2 separate regions of the Rattus norvegicus genome follow, and region 1 is linked to region 2. Evidence: chromatin contacts called from public Hi-C data. All regions are on one chromosome and are shown on one strand. The core of a region is the stretch at or near the end of the contact, and the rest is flanking DNA. Distances in the headings are between cores, read along the strand shown. Region 1 overlaps LOC102546462 (a long non-coding RNA gene). Region 2 has its middle 60 kb from the start of Serp2.

Evidence for each region. A called contact is a pair of places that touch in the nucleus more often than the background predicts.
Region 1: a contact with region 2 is called in a Hi-C map of liver, with 5 times the contacts expected there. The contact joins two enhancer-like sites. A contact is called at or near these places in 2 of 12 Hi-C or Micro-C datasets (hepatocytes and liver).

Annotation. Positions count from the first base shown.
Region 1 is chr15:58,626,442-58,633,883 of GRCr8, forward strand. The region is part of intron 4 of LOC102546462 (a long non-coding RNA gene); the gene reads left to right. Among named protein-coding and RNA genes, the nearest start is that of Lacc1, 190 kb to the right of the region's middle. Within about 2 kb of position 6,165, at least 13 of the 93 cell types and tissues checked have an H3K27ac peak or open chromatin away from gene starts, as enhancers often do. A contact at or near this core is called in liver, where this site is marked.
Region 2 is chr15:58,369,410-58,376,128 of GRCr8, forward strand. No RefSeq gene overlaps it. Among named protein-coding and RNA genes, the nearest start is that of Serp2, 60 kb to the left of the region's middle. Within about 2 kb of position 2,507, at least 17 of the 93 cell types and tissues checked have an H3K27ac peak or open chromatin away from gene starts, as enhancers often do. A contact at or near this core is called in liver, where this site is marked.

The DNA of each region.
Region 1 (7,442 bases), core at 4,915-7,414, 260 kb after region 2:
GTTGTCAGTGTTTCCAGACTCTCTTTAGCTGTCAGAACAAGAAAATATGTGTGAGTAGGCTCACCCATGTACTTAACACATGTCTGTTAATTCTTTGACACATACCCATTTATATTAAGCTAAGTAGGAGAGAACTCTTATGTTTCCAATCCTAATTTATTATGCTGTCAATTATTTTAGACTCCTCCCCTTACCTAGATTTTTGTTTCAACAGTGATAAACCTGCTTTTTGCCATCTGTCATCAACGTAATTCATTGCTCACATCTAATGTGCATGTACAGTGACCTCAGAGACAGTTACCGTCTTGGATACAGGCATACCCAGTTGAGTGCTTTAAGAACATCTCTTACCCTTTCCTTATGAGCTCTGTCCACTTCCTACGTCACTGTGCATGGCAACCCTGTGTTTTACCTGTCTTCATCTCAGTTTATAGTCCTCTGTTGTATCTTCTCCTGCACAAACTTTTCTTGTTTTCAAATTTACATTAAAGCAAACTTTATTCTTCACTGACAGACTAGCTCTCTCTATCCACTATTTCGGGTGACTTTACGTCACTAACCTAACACACCCAATGCTTTACACACTCAGCCATCCCTTGCCACACACTACAGATGCAAACCTAACAACTACTGATCCTTTCCTGTCAGTACGGTTTCGTCTTTTCCAGGCGATGCCGTAATTAGAATCGTACAGCACGGAGCTCTTTCAGCCTGCCTTATCCTCAGTTTTGTTTCTACATTAAGTATGCAGTTATGAGTTCTCTACTTTTCTTTTGCCCTGAATAGCACGTTCCTCACTGCAGCTGTGATGATGCCCAGCTGTGTGGATGTGCCCCTGCTGATCCATTCACTCGCCGAAGGACATCGTGACTATCTGTTTGAGGCTGTCATGGAAAAGGCTACTCCAAACATTAACAAAATTTCAGCAGAGCATTGTTCTATGGACTGGAGAAGCCCACTTTACCTGTTTGCAGTCAGCCCTGCTCCCCTGCCTAGCCCTGGCCAATTTTGACATTTTTATAAATTTTATATACATACACTCCGCACAGTCCTGTGTGTGTTTATTCTTTTACTTAGTCCTTTATGGTGTCCATCCATATTGTTTCATACATAGTTCCTTTTCATTGCTGCGTGGCTTTTAAAAGAACTCGGCACCAGTCATACATTTCCCAGTCAGCAGGCAATCGGATCGTTGCTTTCTTGAACTATTGCATTAGTTTCTTGTCTTGTTGCTGTGACAAAATAACTGACAGGAACAACTTAACGGAGGGAGGGTTTAATGTCTCATGTTCAAGGGTACAGGCCATCATGGTGGGGAAGACAGGACAGCAGTAGCTTAGAGAAGCTGGTCACTTTGCAGCCAGGGAATAGAGAGCAACAGATGTTAGTACCACTTTCCTTATTTTTTTCTTCCAGAGTGGGTCTTCCCACATCAGTTAACCTGTCTATGCAGCCCTCATAGACACACACAGAGGCAAACTTCATCCCTATAACCCCTCACAGATATGCTGAGATGTTCATCTCCTATGTGATTTTCTAGACCCTTTGAAGTTGATAGCCAACACAAGCCAACATAACTATTGTGACCAATGTCAGTTTCTGTGTGGACATATTCGCTCATTCTTCTGTAGGTACCTACAGGCCTGGAACTGCCGGCTCAGGATAAACTTGCTCATAGTTAGTCATAACTATAACTATAACTAACTAGTCACTCATAACTGACAGTATGTTGCCACGTAAAGGTACAGTTATAAGTGGGATTCTTATTACTGATGAAGAATATCTTTTGCATTGTTGGGAAGATCAAATAGGAAATAGAAGAAGGGTACTGAGAAGAGAATCAGTTGTTTGCTGTTTGTGTGTGTGTGTGTGTGTGTGTGTGTGTGTGTGTGCGAGCGCATGTACGCGTGTGCTCGCACGCATGTATGCGCACGCAACAGGGGCTTATTAATGACAGTGGTAGTCCAACTAGGTCCTTTGAAATAATTCAAGGATTCTTACCTGTTCAGGCCAAGAAGCAACATCTCTTTGGGAATGGATTAGCACAAGTCACCCATCATTTTTCAACAATTTCCAGGAAGGCAGTTCAAACTGATGATAAAATCTAGAAAGAACTAGAGTTAGATGGGGGAAAAAGTTCTTGTGAGGTGGCTAAGGAATATCCATGGGAAAGAGGAAGAGGAATTGTCCAAATGTAGATTGGTCTACCTATCTATGCATCTGCCTATATTCATGCTTCCTTCTATGTCTGTGTTCATGTGAATGGAGCTTTCTTGCTCTGGGCCAAATGACAATTCTTTTATTAGACTAAAACGCCTCATTCAGCAATGATCCCATCAAAGAAACTAGACTTTGTTGCATCGGTAAAGAGTTTAAGAGCTATGCTGGCCTGGGCAGGAGAGAGAAACACACAAAAGGAAAAAGGAAAAACTGAACTTTAAACATCACAATCTTGAGGCACTGGGTAAAGTTTGTAAATGTCACAAGTGACATGGTGTTATTTCATTCTGATGCTTTCCCGGAGCTGCCATCCTCCTTCGAGTCTTCAGAGGGATTTAATTTTGATCTTTTAGAAATGTTCTTTTCTTCTGAAATGAAAAATTTGTCATGGAAACAGAATCAAATGTAAAATTGTGTGGGCATTAACAGTTCCCCAGACTAGTTAGAATTCTCAAGCTCCATCCTTGCGTTCTGTGCTGGTGTCAAGGAGACCAGGGGGCAGGGGCAAGAATGAGGCAACATTTAGGAACGTTCCCTCTCGAAGGGGGCTGTACAAATTTCAACACCCAATCAGTATTTCAGCAGGTGTGTACCTCATGGAGAAAGACTAAGACACAGACATAGATCTTGCATAATGCATGATATCTACATACATGTACAGTCATCTATGTACATGCATATCCACTCTTCTACACATGTATTGTATATCTATACTCCCACATACAATTTTTTTATTGGCGAAATCTTGGAAGTGAGATTTGAGTAAGCTAAGTGGAGGCTTATTCTCCCCTTCTACTTTGGTTTGGATGTTGTCTGTTTCCATCGAGATTCCAATTTGCCAGTGGACGTTACAAGATTGATGGTGGTGGTGGAATAAAAGGTAACTAGGTGGTGAAGCAAGTATCAGAAGCTGGCAAAATGCACGTGCACTGGGAATGACAAAGCATCCATTCATAACAGTCTGTGATACAGTGAGCAGAATCAGGTAGAAAACAGCACAGGACTGCCCACTGAGAATGTTCTAGATTTATTTTATGAGTCAAAAATACGCATCTTTACTTCATGATGTACACAGCCTCTCATCATAACAACAGAAAAGGGACTGGTACTGATGACATCATCTTTATTATGGACCCTCAACCTTTTATTTCTCTTTATTGTCCCCTTTCCCTTCCACTGGCCACAGCCTTCTCATGACTGGTTGAGCTGCTAGCTGTCCTGAATGGTTCAACTGGACTGGGAGTACAAAGACAGAGATGACATTTCTCCAAAGCTGTTGCCCCTCTCTTCCCCACTTTAAGTCCTTGTTCATAGTCATGCAAAATGCATTGGCTTTTACTCTGATTTTCCAAACCCCACTGGAAAATATGATTATAAATGCCTTTCCCTTTCTTGAGATTATCTACAGAGCTATCTGAGAAAGTCAGAAGTTAAACTGACCTCCTTTGGGGAGTGAAGATCTCTGAATTCCCTGTAGGGTAACAAAATATATCAAACAGGAGATGGTTGGGACCAGCTTCTTAATTTTACAGATGAGAAGATTGAACCCTAGAGCAGCTGGGAGGTTCTCGGTCTCACAGCTGGCCTGTGCCCAACCGGAGCATAAATTTGTCGTTTCTTTGGTCTCGAAGGCTGACATTCTTTCTCCTCAGCTATACTTACTCTTTGAAGAGGGGATGAAAGGGGGATGAAGAGGGGATACTTTCACGTCTGTTGCTGCATTTCTTTGGGAATCACACAATCATAGGCGTTAGATGATGCACACACATATCCCCATTTGTTATTTATTTTCTCACATTTTAGACAGCAGAGAACCGAAGAACTGAGTCCTGACACCCAGAACTGCAACAGCACTGGTCAGACTGTGCTTCTTACAGGGCAAGCGCTCAGTACAGGCATCTGGCGGATGAATGGGAGTCACAGGAAAGGAGCATCAGAATTTGGGTCTCCCTCAGTTGGCAGGGCAGCTCACATCGAGCACAAGGGCATAGTGTCTGCCCATCCCCCAAGTCCCCCCACTAAATAATACAAGCACTCAAACCAAAACAAAGCAAAAACACGTTCAATAGTGATGGCGATTAATGCCATGCTGATCAGTCAGAGAAACAGATCAGTTCAGCATCTTACAGAGGTCCCTGCATGCTGCCGCTTTTGTTTGTTTTGTTGTTGTTTTGTTTTGATTTATTTTGTTTTGTTTTTGGTTTTGTCTAGCCTCTTTAAAACTTCTCTGAATTTCTTCTGTGGCTCTTCATTCCTGCCCAGGGAAGCTGCTTTATCCGCAGGAATCTTGTTCTCCCCATATGCTTTTGAAAGTTCTTCCCAGGATGTCATTCAGTGCATAGGACTGAATGCAAGGGACGGATGCATCATTCCTTCCACAGTCAACTCCACCCTTACTTTCTGGGGATGCTGCGTGAGGACAGTCTTGGCCAGGAATCAAACAAAGCCATACCAGAGCCTGGCTTTGGCTTCTTCTCTGGAAATGCAGAATGAACACACAGGATTTTAGCAGAGCCCGTTACAGCCAGTAATTGAAAATGATGAAGTGTTTTCAAGATCAGCATCTCAGATCACTCATTTATGATTGACCTAGAAATAAATCATTTATTTTAGGTTTAGGCCTTAAAAATAAAAAGCAAAATCAAAGCTCGATGCTTTGTTTTCATGGTTCTCTTTACGTCAGGAAAGGAGATGAGGGACAGCACTGTGGGCTTTAGTGGGGACGGCAATCCAACACTATTTTCCTTTCTTTGTTGGTAACATTTTCCTAGCTGTATCCACTTCCATTTTATGACTCAATTTACTGTGTTTAAAATTACACCACATTCTTCCTGCAGTGCGTAGGTCAACTATATGTACCATGTATACAGTGGGAAATTCTTCCTCACAGATCTGGAGAATGCTATGGACTTTGTATTTGTGTCCTTGTTGCCATGGTGACTAGAAAAGGGCAAAACCAGGGCCTCAGAAAGTGGAGTGGCTAGGCAAACAGGATATCATGACTCGGTGTGCACCTCAAGTGCCTCAAGAGGTGGATTAAAACGTCTTACAACCGCTGTCATAAAATTCACTTTCCATTTCTCCTCTGTGGGTTATTGCCTGATATACATATTCTCAAAACAATCACTTCACTCAGCTTGGTCCTTCCCCTGCGAGGTACAGCTTGGTGGCCATTTCTCTCTGATGCTAGTCTCTGCAAATCCAGGAGGAAGGCGGTACAGCCACATGTGAAGAAGACACACCGATGAGAATAGCTATAAACCAGGCTATTTCCTTGAAGCCTTTCACTTCAAATCCATTTCCATGAGAATAATAAAGCATTCTCTCTGCTTGTTTAAGAGGTTGCTAAATAAACGTGGGCAACGCGTAACAACACTGAGGTGTTAAACATTTACCAGCTGTGAGCATACAGCCTGTTCTTTATGTTGGGCAATGGTTCCCTGCTCCCCAACTCAATATTTCTTCATATATATACTTTAGCTACCCTTTGCGTTGAACTTAAAGGGCTTGTCCTCAAAAGTAACTTTGGATATGGGTAGAGAATGTCACCCTTGCCAGGCCCAGGACTGTCACAGCAAAGGCGAGAAGAGAACATTTCCTACCCTCATCTTTTCTATTTCTAGTTTCATTCAAACGTGGGCTGCGGGAGAGCCTTCATGCAGCGCTTCCCTGTCCCCTCTGCCCATTGCATAGGACTAACAGTATGTCCAGGTCTTCTAATCCGTGGTTGAACTTTTAACTTCCAGCCTAGTATGTACGTTTTCCACAATCTTGTTGTTTTTCTCAGTGTATTTTCATGTAGACAATATAATGGACATTAAGTCATAGGACTACATTTAAGTGTTTATTTCCTGCTCTTAATATAATTTCATACTAGATACACTAGTGAATCAAAAATATTTTAGCTGCTATCCTGGCCCCTCTTCTGCCATCTGGTGGACAAATGAGGAAGCGGTGGGGATTAAATAAAAGGACGTAGCTTTTTTCTTTATGAAACCCGTAAGTGCTTCTATTAGGAAGTGTTTAGGGGGCGTTATTCATCGAATGGTGCCCACAAAGGCTCACAATCAAACGCCATTCTCTGTGGAATAAACAAATCCAGTCGGTTGCTAGGAAGACTATTATATGTTATGGATTTGGAAGCCTCGTGGCTGGGTTAACAGAACAGTCAGTAAAATGCTCGCCTTGCAAAGAGGCCCCAACTTTAATATCCAGAACCCACTAAAAAGTAAGCTGGCTTAGAAGCCTAGCAGTGTGGAGGAAGAGAGACAAGTGGCTCCCTGGGGCTCAATGACCAGCCAGACTAGCATACTTGGTGTGTTCCAGGCCAGAGAGACACCCTATATATCAACAACAAACCAATAAAAAAAAAAACCCTTATATTCAGTAAAGGGGGATGGTGCCTGGGTAACAACTCTCCAGATTGTCCTCTGGTTCCCACATATAACCCTGCACACACTCTGTCTTTGTGCACCTTAACACGAACACACATAAACATAGAAAAGAGAAAAAGCTTCCAATGTTAGAGCTACAAAGAGGGCTACCTTCACTCATTTTAGTAGGGGTCTAATGACATTACACCCCTGACTACAGATGCTTTCCTAAGCATTACGGGAGGGAGAGAGGGAGGAAGGAGGAAAGGAGGGAAAGAGGGAGGGGAGGAGAGAGAGAGAGAGAGAGAGAGAGAGAGAGAGAGAGAGAGAACAAGAACAAGGGAAGAGAATATTTTATGTTACAAAGAAAAAAATTGAGCACATTAGTATTCCTTAAACCTTCACAAAGTCAGTCTCTCTCTCATATTAGACTTAGGACCTTGGACATGCAAGGTGAGCAGTCTACACCTGTGAAAGATGTTTTTATGAGAAAATTATCCCTGCGTACATCTACATTTTTAATCAAATTTATTATTGCATGATTTGTAATATCCAAATTGTTGCCAGTTTGGGGAAAGTGGTAGCCCTTCTCAAGTGAGCTCGAATAAGCTTGATGAATTTCCCCATGGGTAACCAAACCTGAATTCCTATCTTCCACCCAAACTCATAAAACAGAGACAGCCAGAGTCATCCAGGCAACATCATGCTTGCTAACTATCCCATCTATTCTGCGAGCATTCTGTATGCAGAGTGAGTTTGGCTGAAAACACTACAGGACAAAGGACAGGCTGTGTTAAGAATAACTTGGAGCTCTTGGTTTGGTCCACTGCCACATGCCCTTTGATTTTA
Region 2 (6,719 bases), core at 1,257-3,756:
CCTTCAGGTATCCTTTCCTCTGGTAACTCTGGGTGTGTCTGTGTGGTGACATCCATCGCACTATCGTTTATTGTCTATTTGCTGATAATTTGCCTCTAATAGAACCTGGGCCCTGTGTGGATAAAAATCTGTTTGGTTTGGTCTTATAGCTTCGCTTGCAGTGTGTTGTCGGGTATGCGGAAAGTTCTCTGATAAATATTTGGTAACTGGATGGATCAATATCTGTGTTACTCATCAGGCAAAGATCCAAATGGCCTGAAAAGACACTGTACATAGCAAATATTTGCCACCACCGGGCTAGGTTAGGTTTCGAGCAGCCTTGTGGGAGGAGGAGCTCACGTAGCCAGGGACAACTCTGGAGGTGGACACTGTGGAATTCCCAAATACTCAGGTGTAGTCACCTGTCATGGTTCTGAGTGACTCCCTAACCTCAAAGGACAGGGTTGCTAGAGGCTACTATGCTCAGCTGCACATGGGAAGCACACTGTGGACAAAGCCCCAAAGAGGAATCCCTAAATTACATGGGTGGTGGCTGCACCGGAGGAAGTGATTAATCTCCCACAAGGAGAGTTTTGAAAGTGATTGCCTTGATTCTGATGATTAAACTGTGATGTAATTGTCTGAAAAAAAATGAAAAATAGATACATGTTTTAGCACATCACTAGGTACTAAAATTACACTGGTCAGGGATATGGGGTGTGCCTAAAAGGGGTGGGACTTGGGATAGCTAACACTATGATTCCATGGTAGACAAGAGTCAGCGTGAGAGACCGAAGGGGCCAGAGACTTATTGCTACAGGTCTCCTCCTTGCCAATCTACTAGGGTTTGACTTCCTAAAGATGTTTCCAGAACCTATCCAAAATACCAGCATCTGGAGATGAAGACCCTGACCCACGAGCCTGGGAAGGACATTTCATAGTCAAACCATAGCCGCATCTACGTGAGGTACTGCGGACAGCAGAAGAAAACTTCCAGAGACAAATAACAGCTGTGAGCCCCTCAAATCTCAGCATCCAGGAAAGGGGGTGCCATGTAGTGACACCTCTGGCAGAACACCTCTGCACATGCATGGTGCCAGTGTTCGCTCTTTGTGCCTACGCTTGCCTGGCTCCTTGGTCCTTGAGAAGACATGGTTCCCTCCAGTTGAGCTGTCTTTAGCCTCCCCAGTATGGGGGGAGCCCTCTCCTCAAATACTGCAGGTACTTTATCCTCCGATGGGAGCCAGGTTTCATTTACCTCTTGTTTCCTGTTGGCACCAAGTGTGGTGGCTGGTACCTAGGTCTCCATAGCCAGTGTACACCGAATGTCCAAAGATGCTTCAGCTGCAAATCCATGTGTTCTGTGCGTTGTCTGCCAAGCACTCTTGGGTTATCAGACCCTAGCTCTGCGGTGTCCTTTGTGATCGTTTTTTTCCTCCGAGAATGAAGATAACCTTTTCTGTGTCCCTTTGTGTGCGTCTAGCACAGGTTCCCACAGTAAAACAGTTGTAGCAATTCCATCTAGGAGGCACCGGGCTGCCTGTGTCTAGCTTCCCAGATCAATGCCAGGCCTGTGAATTTAGGCCTGGAGTGCTGTATTTGACGTGCTTATGAACGCATGCATCTGCTGAGCTGTGGCCTGTGGCCAGGCTGCAATTCTGAGCCTGCCTTCTGGACTGTGTTTTTGAGAAGCCCAGCGGAGGAAACCTTGCCAATCGTTCCCGGAGAGCAAGACACCACGGAACTTGCTTTGTGGAACCTTCTTTTGTCCTTAAAGGCGCCCAGAGATTGTCTCTACTAGCACGCTGAACAGGGACACACGCTCGGCTCTAAAGGGCTTGAAAAGGAAGCATTGCACCGTGGCCCGTGACTTGCAAGCCTTAGCTTGTGGGTGTTTGGGTGAAGAATGGTGGGTTCAGAAAGGAGTTTGTCTTCTGGCCAAGGACAGCATTTTTTCTGTTCTTTTGAAAGAATTACCCAGGACAGCATGTGCTGTATCATGCTCGGCCACCTGATACATCGTAGGCAGCTTGGATTCATGCCTGACCCTGTCCAAGCCTGATTCCCTTGGACCGGTTACCGGTGCGTGGATCTCAGAAGCCTCTGTTGTTGATGTGACAACCCAGGGCTTTTATGCTCATCCTTAGAGATGGGCTGAGGATCCTGCCATGCAACTTAATGGAATGAGTCAAGTTTTAAAACAATAGTTAATTCTGATGTTTTCTCCATGTGAGGGTCTGCATGCGGTCTGGCATTTTCTTTGAGCTAAGCTAATTTGCTGGCCAGAGACAACCAGGTATTAAGCATAGGCAGCCTGGGTGCCCATTTGAGACCAGTGCTATCGGTGATGCTGGAAGTAAGTCTGGACATGCAGACTTGCTTAAGTTAAGCAAGGGTCATGGTTAAGTCCCTTTGTGAATAGCTGGTGCCAGACTCTTCCCTGGCTCTTCATTCCGGTTCATACTGGATGCAATCAGCCAGCAGCCAGAGTCAGCCTACAGTACCTGCCTTGTTTTTCCTTTGCCCTTTGCCCTTTGCTTCTTGTTCTCCACAGGGCTCACCAAGCCTCTGGCTGTCTACCTCTAAGTAAACCAAGGCACTGGTTAAGATGACTTCATTTTCTGAAAATTCCCGTTTTGGCTCGGCCTGCGTTTCTTGATTTATACTCGTTAATTTCCTCTGACTTGGCTAGCTCGTATTCCCTTGGACATATGATCTTTATGAATAAAACATCCAAGGGCCAAATGTTTTCCTGTGACGACTCCACGTGACACTCCTGAGAGCTGACCTAAAGCACAGAGCAGGGTGGGTGATTCTCAAGCTGGGGACCTGGAAACAGCTGTGGCGTCCTGGGGAAAGCCTCGAGTCCAGACTTCCTTCAGCGTGTCTCCCCCTTTAGCTAAATCTTCAACCAAGCACACAGCTCTCCTGCTTTTTTTTAAACATGACATACTGTGTGCTGCTTGTATTCCTAGTCTTGGTGTCTCTGTCTGTTAGAGGATTGTACAGCACTGTCCCATGCTGCCAGGCACGGTCGTGTGAGTTTTGGCATCCCTCACTCTGGTGGAAAGATTGTATTCCTGCTCTATTAACGTCAGCCTTGGCTATGAGATTTGCTGGGGCTGGCAGAAATGAGTACAGGGAACTGTGCCACCATTGTCAAGGCGCTTTCAAAGTCATAACACGGCCCCCTGTCTCTCTTTCTCTTTCCTGTTGGGTCTTAGAATGAAGGAGGGTTTTTAGAAAAGCTGTAGCTTAGCCATTGGTTTCATAAGATGTCAACCTTGGTTGAGGTAAACGCTGAAAGGTTCAGGTTGTCTGTTATTGCAACGCCATCTGAACAGTACAGTTGGCAACGGTGCAGTCCGCCTGATGGGCCTTTCCGTGAGAGGTATTTGAGAGGAGAACTTAAAAATATATCTATCTATATCTACAACATACCAGATACTGTGTCCTGTACGGGCCATACATATACTTGTATATGTCACAGGCCTTGTCCTCTAAAGAGCCCATGTAGAAGAGACAGAAATTTCTATTAAAAATGATGTCAGGGGGTTGGGGATTTAGCTCAGCGGTAGAGCGCTTGCCTAGCGAGCGCAAAGCGCTGGGTTCGATCCCCAGCTCCGAAAAAAAAGAAAAGAGAGAGAAAAAAAAAAAAAGAAAAAAGAAAAAAAATGATGTCAGTAAGATTTGATCTCTTCCAGAAAACTCTGAAAAAACAATTAAAAGAGCAAACCTGGGCAGCGGTGTTGGTGCTGAGCAGCTGGGTGACCCATCACTGTCGGAGTGGCTCCTTTTTACGCAGCTAAGCCTTACAGATAGAAACGGCCTATGCAGAGCTGGGGATGGCTCAGTTGGCACAGGGCTTGCCTGCTATGGGTAGAGCCCTGTGCTTGATCCCATATGAGCTGGGAGTGGTGGTGCTCACCTGGGAGTGGAGGTGCTCACCTGGGAGGGGTGGTGCTCACCTGAGAGTGGTGGTGCTCACCTGGGGGTGGCGGTGCTCACCTGGGAGTGGTGGTGCTCACCTGGGAGTGGTGGTGCTCACCTGGGAGGAGTGGCGGTGCTCACCTGGGAGTGGTGGTGCTCACCTGGGAGGAGTGGTGGTACTCACCTGGGAGTGGTGGTGCTCACCTGGGAGGAGTGGTGGTGCTCACCTGGGAGGAGTGGTGGTGCTCACCTGGGAGTGGTGGTGCTCACCTGGGAGTGGTGGTGCTCACCTGGGAGTGGTGGTGCTCACCTGGGAGGAGTGGTGGTGCTCACCTGGGAGTGGTGGTGCTCACCTGGGAGGAGTGGTGGTGCTCACCTGGGAGGAGTGGTGGTGCTCACCTGAGAGTGGTGGTGCTCACCTGGGAGGAGTGGTGGTGCTCACCTGGGAGTGGTGGTGCTCACCTGGGAGGAGTGGAGGTGCTCACCTGAGAGTGGTGGTGCTCATCTGGGGGTGGCGGTGCTCACCTGGGAGTGGTGGTGCTCACCTGGGAGTGGTGGTGCTCACCTGGGAGGAGCGGTGGTTCTCACCTGGGAGTGGTGGTGCTCACCTGGGAGTGGCGGTGCTCACCTGGGAGTGGTGGTGCTCCCCTGGGAGTGGAGGTGCTCACCTATCATCCCAGTACCCCAGAGGCAGCGGCAAGAGGATCAGTTTGAAGCCAGCCTGGTAGACCTAAGATCCCGTCTCAAAGCAAACCCCAAACCATTTTCAGGCCCCAGTACTCACACTTGATTTCAGTCGTTCTGGTTGTTTGTAAGTGTACAAGTAGTCAAAGCCGTAACAGCAAGTTTCCTAGGAACAAGATTCCATGTTGTGTAGCATGATAGCCCCTGACAGTCAGTATGGTTTGTCCTGGGAAATGCAGCTGCTTCTAAACTTCTAGAATGGGGTTACCCGATAATTCGTGGAGATTCATGATGCCCCTGCTCTAATCCAGGATAGCTGGGTTAGAAAGAATCCCACTCATAGGACTTCATTGGGGACAGCAACGGGAGGATGCAAGGTATCCTGGGGACCTGGAAAGGCTCCAAGACAGTATTGCTCCACCCCTCCTCTCTGTCACTCACGGAGCATAGTCCAGGCTTTACTCTTGAAGTTGCCTTTGGTGACGGCCTCTGGAACTTTCTCCTTCAGTCTCCTCTGATTCTGGCTGGTCCCCGTGCTGACTGGGCCCTTCTCTACGTGACCGTTACGGTTCATTTTATGTGTCAACTGCCCAAACTGGTAAACAGACACTGTTCCAGGTTTCTGCAGAGTGTTTTGTATCAGTGCTACAGTTTAGGATGGGAGTGTCTCCTGAGGGATAATGTGTTAAAGGTTTGGTCTCCAGCCACTTGGAGGTAGAGTTGAACTCTTAAGAGGTAAGGCATTGCCAGAGGAAGTTAAGTCATTGGCCGAATGCCCTTGGAAGGGGATATGAGGACTCGGGTTCTTCTAGTCCCTTACTTTGCTTTTCAGCTGCTATGGGTCTAACAGGCTTCCTTTGCCACGTGCTTCTGCCATGACGTACCCTGCCACCACAGGCCCCTCCAGCAGGGCTAATCGACTATTGACTACAAAGCCATGACACAGAATAGACCTTCTTTTAAGTTAATTTTCACAGGCGCTTGTCTTAGCAATGGAAAGCCAACATACTGAGTAAAGCAGTAACGTGTGTGTGTGCGTGTGCGTGCGTGTGTGTGTGTATGTGTGTGTGCGTGCGTGTGTGTGTACACACCTGATAAACACCGTTTTGGGTGTTTATTATCCCTGCTGGTATATTATCCCAATCAATCGAAACCCTGAGTACAACAACAAGGCTGCTCCTCCTCCTTGTAGAGCCTGACAACCCTTTAAATTACAGACACTACTGTATCATCAGTTCTCCAGGGCTCCCAGTATCCTGCCTGTGACTCTTAGGACTTGAGGTCTCTATAATTGCACGAGCAAGTTCCTTGTAACCCTGCCCTCCCTGTCGACAGACATACACGCTCTGTTTCCTCTGTTCCTTGGGAAGGAACCATTACAGATGCAGAAGTTGTATGGCTTGTGGTATTTTCAGGGTTTCAACACCTGACCTGTGGAATAGCAGCTCTGGTTTGCTCCACAGAGTGACCCTAGGTGAATCAGTGTTGGGTTGGAGATGCTCTGGGCCATAGCATGGGACCCCCACTCAAGCAGGTTGGAGTTGGATGCTGAGGAGCGTAAGAGCAGTGTTCCATTCTCTCTCGTGTCTTGGTTAAGGTTTCTGTGGCTGCATGGCCAAAAGTCAAGTCCTTGAGGAAACTGTTCATCACTGAAGGAAGTCAGAGCAGGAACTCAATCCAGTTAGGAACCTGGAGGCAGGAGCTGACTTAGCTTGTTCTTCAATGCCTTGCTCGGCCTGCTTTCTCACAGAACCCAGGACCACCAGCCCAGGGATGGCACCACCCACAATGGGCTGGGCCCTCCCCCATCAATCCCTAATTTAGAAAATGCCCTACGAGGCTTGCCTGCAGGCTGATCTTGTGGAGGCATTTTTCTTAATCGAGGCCCCTTCCTCTCAGATGACCCTAACTTGTGTCAAGTTGGATGAAGCTAGCCAGCATTCTCCTAGCTACTGTAACTCACCGTCCTCTGCTCACTTAGGACAAGGGTTTGGGGCTGGAAAGGCTGCTGTGACGTTTGCACTTCCTGTGCTGTTTACCCACACACCCACGACCTGAACTGGGTCCCCTCCTACCTCCGTGTCCTTTGATTTTAAAAGGTCAGAGATGGGACCATGGCGAGCTTA